Regions from separate parts of the Hordeum vulgare genome. Here region 1 is linked to region 2. A link is a contact called in public Hi-C data. All regions are on one chromosome and are shown on one strand. Each heading gives the region's core, a stretch centred on a gene start, on an enhancer-like site or on the middle of the called end of the contact. The rest is flanking DNA. Distances are from core to core; before and after follow the strand shown.

The links. A called contact is a pair of places that touch in the nucleus more often than the background predicts.
Region 1: a contact with region 2 is called in a Hi-C map of leaf, with 3 times the contacts expected there. The contact joins the promoter of LOC123396077 here to the promoter of LOC123399057 in region 2. A contact is called at or near these places in 3 of 6 Hi-C or Micro-C datasets (leaf and seedling).

What each region holds. Positions count from the first base shown.
Region 1 is chr5H:470,334,923-470,337,622 of MorexV3_pseudomolecules_assembly, forward strand. It overlaps LOC123396077 (basic leucine zipper 43-like), which reads left to right and starts at 1,350. Exons shown (of 1, transcript XM_045091107.1): 1 at 1,350-2,700. The coding sequence starts at 1,634. The coding sequence ends at 2,212.
Region 2 is chr5H:470,138,688-470,141,387 of MorexV3_pseudomolecules_assembly, forward strand. LOC123399057 (pentatricopeptide repeat-containing protein At5g48910-like) reads right to left here and starts at 1,273. Exons shown (of 1, transcript XM_045093484.1): 1 at 1-1,273. The coding sequence starts at 1,099.

The DNA.
Region 1 (2,700 bases), core at 100-2,599, 200 kb after region 2:
GTCTATTTCCTTGATTTGGTTGCCATGTCGTTGTTATTTTTCATTTTATTTTGTTCCTTTTCCTCGTGGAATTGTTGTTAGTTGTCAAATAAAGGTGTGATGGAGGCATCTTCTCCTGTTTAACTTGATTTTCTATGTGTTTTAGTTGTCAACTAAAGGTTTGTGGGGCCACATTCCCTGTATCAATCTTTCATTCCCAAAAAATTAAAGATAAGCAGAGCTGAAAGGCGTATATGATATGCATCTCATCCACCATGTTGCTAGTTTGTGTTAATGGATTTGGAAAATCCCTTTAAACAGTTGATTTGTTATCGATTTTGCTGCCTCAAGAGTTACTAGAATAAAGTGTGTACATATGCACTACTCCCTCCATATCAAAATAAAATGATACAACTAAATTGTGTTAGTATTTATAGTAGTACCTAACTCAATCAGTGTATATATACATCCGTATGTAGTCTCCTAGTGAAACCTCTTAAAAGACTTACATTTAGGAACGGAGGGAGTAGTACCTAACTCAATCCCTTCAGATAAAGACAGGGAATTTCGGCTTACATCATGCCTTATGGTCCATAGGGAGAGGGATTGAGCCTAGCCCTTCCCTGTCGAAATAAGCTCTAGTGTGCTATGGCGTCCCTCCTGAATATGCCTAAGGTATATGACACATCCAATCAAGATCTAGCTTTGCTTTTCCTTTCGGAAATGAGATGCAGAACCACCATGCGTGCATCCTTCCTCGTAGGTGCGACACCATGCCAGTGATCCAAAGTTGGGTTTACTAATCAAAGGACTTGCGATTCCCGAACAAACTCACAGTCATAGGTGTCGAACTTGCAAGGTCCGAGACATTGTATATAACACTAAAGCCCGAGCTGATCTACTTGACTGGCTCTCTAGTGGCCTAACTATTTGTGTTCATTTATTCTCACACGGTGGCTACATGTCCTGATGTCCATCATCACCCATCAAGCAGCTGTCATGTCCCTGTGGTGGATCGATCTCATGCCACTCTAACCGGGCACAAGAGTTTAATTCTGTCTCTAGGCTAAACTAATGCGAGCGAGGAGAAAAGGCTAGAGGCCGACCGAGCATCTAGTTGGGGCACTGATTGATGAAAAATAAATTAAAGCAAGGTTTGGCATGGATTAACTGGAATAACAATTGGAGAAAAATAATCACCCTAGGCAAGGCAAGTCAAGTCATGGAATGTGCAAGCAAAGAGGAAGGAAAGAAAGGAAGTAAAAATGTTCTCTTGGGAAAGCAAAGGCTAACTGATGGAGGATTAGTTTATGGCGGGCATGGCATTGTTCTGGATATAGTTGGCCCCGAAAGGAGAAAGGTGTGTGCGCCTCATGGCCATGTACCAAATCGACAAGGCGAAAGCCACGACGAAACTCTAGAGAAAACAATGGAATGGACAGAGAAGATGGCTTCTCCCTCTGGCCTGAGGCAAGGCCAGCAGGCAGAGCCGCCTTGGCTATAAAAGGAAGGCCCTCGCACCAACCCGGCCATTGCCTCCTCCGCTCACCCAGAGCTAGTTAAGCTAAGCAGCAGCACGCCCAGCCCGAGCCACGATCGTCTACTTGCTGCCTCCTAAGCCCAGCTCTCTCCACCCTCCACCGATCGAGCGGCCATGCTGCACCATTACCACCATGGCGAGGTGGCCAGCCTGCACTGCCTCTCGCCTCCGAACCCGCCGTTCCACACCCACTATAACCACCCCGGCATGGCGCCCCCTCCCTCCTTCCACTTCTCACCGGCCGCCTACGAGTATGTGGAGGACGAGCCTATCCTGCAGGAAGCGCTGGCTGCCATCGGCGGCCATAACAGCCCGCCGGGTTCGGGCGGGGCTGATGGCGCCCATGGCCAGGTGCTGGCTTCGGCGGCGGAGGAGGAGCGGAGGCGGCGGAGGATGGTGTCCAACCGGGAGTCGGCGAGGCGGTCGCGCATGCGCAAGCAGCGGCAGCTCAGCGAGCTCTGGGCGCGGGTCGCCCACCTCCGCGGCGCCAACCGCCGCCTCCTCGACGAGCTCAACCGCGCAATGAGGAGCTGCGGCGACGTGCGCCGCGACAACGACCGGCTCGGCGCCGAGAAGGCCGAGCTGGAGGCCAGGCTCCAGCAGCTCATGCGGCACGCACAACAGAGCAGCAACGCCTCCTCAGAGCCATGCGAGAAAAACACCACCACCACCACCGCTGCTGCTGCTGAATAAACCATTCTTATCTTCTCGTTTTATTTAAGTTAACTACCAGGATCGTTGATTATCATCATTAGTAGTAGTATACCCAAATAAGGCGTGCGTTGAGGGGGTCTGATCGGCTTAATCGTTTCTTAATTTTATTATTAAGACTGGGGGTAATAATGCATACCCTTAACTAGCTACGTACGTATATACTACTACTACTGCACATTACTGTCATCTTTTTTGGCAAAGTGCCAGTGGCTAGATGAATATGGATTGGGTGTTACTGACGAGTTGCCATCAGTGGACAATCTATAATGCAACATGATCGATCACACGGACGATGAAACAAGAAACCGCTGGAAACCAGTGTGGAATGAGAAACCACACATACCATTGGTTTTTTCCATAGAAAAGAAAAAAAAGGCGCTTTCCGCTGATAATGATGTGGTGACTGGCGAGTGGACTACTGGCCTGTACTTGCAGCAAAGCTGTATTCCCATGAAAAAACAGGGGAC
Region 2 (2,700 bases), core at 23-2,522:
CCTCTGCCTTCTCAAACAGCCCGGCGCGGCAAAACAGATCCACCATACAACCATAGTGGGCAATGTCAGGCTCAATACTAGACGAATTTGTCATTCTCTCAAAATAACCAATACCTTCCTCAACAAACCCCCCGTGGCTGCAAGCATTCAGTAAAGTGTTAAACGTGATTTTGTTAGGCACAAACCCAGATGACTCCATTCTAGTAAAAAGCTCCAAAGCTCTTTCACTACAGCCACTTGCTGTGAAACCAGCTAACATAGCATTCCAAGTATCCACGCTCCTCAGCGCACACGAATTTTCAAACACATAAACTGCACCCTCAATGAAACCACACTTGGAGTACATGTTTATTAGAGCAGAGCTCAACTTCTCATCGACCTCAATCTCTTTCCTGCAAACATATGCATGTGCCCAGAGCCCCTGCGCAAGTGCTCCCAAGTACGCGATTGCCGAGATTACGCTCACCAATGTCACCCTATCAGGCTGGCACTCATTGCTTGCCAGCATCTCCCGGAACACCGCAACTGCCTCCTCATGCTCCCCATTCGCAACACACCATGCAATGACCGTGTTCCAAGAGACCGAGTCTCGGGCTGGCATCTGCGCGAAGAACTCCCGGAGTGCTCCTGTGTCCCTGCCCTGCGCGTACCCTCGCAGCAGGCAGTTCCAGGCGATCATGTCAACCTCGGGCCCGTGGTCGAACACCTTGCGCGCGTCAAAAAGCATCCCGCAGACGGAGTAGGCGTGGATGAGCCCATTGCGCACGCGGCGGTGGGACGCGGCCCCACGTTTGGCGGCGTGCCCGTGGAGCTGTGCGGCGGCAGGGTAGGCCCGCTCCCGCGCGCAGCGGGCCAAGGCGAGCGCGTAGGCTATGGGGTCCGGGTCGGCGCCGGAGCGGAGCAGGTGGTCGAACAGGCGAAGCGCAAGGTGGGGGTTGAGACGCATGCGCGCGGTGTACGACGCGGCGAGGGAATCGGCTGGGGTTTGGGCGCCGCATGACTGCGGTTGCGGTTGCGCCGGTGGCTGCTGCCGTTGCGGTTTCGCGGCGGTGGCGAGCGTGGTGGAGGTGAGGAAGAAGGGGACGGTGGGAGGAGGCATCACGTGTGGCAGCGAACGTGGAGGAGGAGCAAGCGGCGTGCAGCGAGCGTGCCACGGCCGGCGAGGGCGGTGAACACTGAACACGAGCGTCGTGCGCCGGCGAGCGGCGGGTGCGCCGCGTCGTGGATGAGGTCGAAATGGGATTTTGGCCCGTGCAAATGTGCAAACCCTTTTTCGGCTGTAGAATTCTATTGGACCCTACAGTAGCTTGATCTCTCACTCATCGTATTGGACCCTACAAGTAATCATACTGGGCCTAGCCTTTACCATATTTGTACAGCGGGTAGGCCCAACGCAGCGACTATTTTTCGCCTTAAGCGACCCTGCGGGGTTCCATTCGGGGGACCTCCTGTACAGCGCCTTCAGCGCCATAGTAGAGCTAATTTTCGTTGACCGCAAGCAAGACACGATATATATTATTTTCAAAAGAAAGTATAAATTAAGAAAATAATTCTAAAAGATAATGAAAACAGACACGAATTTGAGAAGGAGTTTCATACAAATTGGAAAAGGTTCGTGGAAATGAAAACGGCTCATCGGCGTTAAAAAAAGGTTCATCGGTTTTTAAAAGAGTTCTTCATATTTGAAAAAAATAAGTTCATCAAATTTAAAAATACTTCATAAGTTTAGGAAAGAGTCCATCTACTCTTAAAAAGTTGATCGTATTTTAAAAAATTTAACAAAAATTGAAAAAAGTTCATCGGATTTGAAAAAAGTTCATCAATTTTAAAAAGTACTTCCTCCGTCCCAAAATAAGTGACTCAAAAATAACTCAGTTTTGTACTAAAGTTAATGTAAATTAGAGTCACTTTTGAGTCACTTATTTTGGGACGGAGGGAGTATTTCACAAAAATTGGAAAGTATTCATAAAATTTGAAAAAACAGTTCATCAATTTTAAAAAAATCATCATTTTTTGAAATAGTTCATTCAATTTGAAAAAGGTTCATAGATTTTGAAAAATATTTCATCAATTTTAAAAAAAGTTCACAAAACTGAAAAAAGTTCTTCAAATTTTTTAAATAGTTCATCCAATTTGAAAAGGTTCATTCAATTTGAAAAAGGTTCATAGATTTTGAAAAAAAGTTCATCAAATTTGACAAAATTTCATCATAATTAGAAATAGTTCATCAGATCCAAAACAAATTCATCGATTTTGCAAAAAGTTCAGCGGATCCAAAAAAAAGTTCATCGATTTTGAAAAAAGTTCAACGGATATGGAGAATAGGTTCATCGGATCCAAAAAAAAGTTCATCGATTTTGATAAAAAGTTCAACAGATTTGGAAAATAGTTTCATAGATTTGAAAATAGTTCATAAAAATGAAAAAAAAGGATTTTAAATAAAAATTAAACAAAATTTTTAAAGTTCTTCAAATTGAAAAAACTTCATTGAATTTGAAACTTTTCAAAGATTTGACGAAAAAGTTCGAGTATTTGCAAGATAATTTATTGACCCAGTAAGAAGAAAAACGAAAAATAGAAAAGAAAAAGGAAAAAGCCAAACGAAAAAAAATGAAAGAAAGAGAAAACGGAAGGGGTAGAATAAAGGAAAGGAAGGGTTCAAATGAAGGTCATCTTGTTGCTTGGCGTGGTGGTTCCATC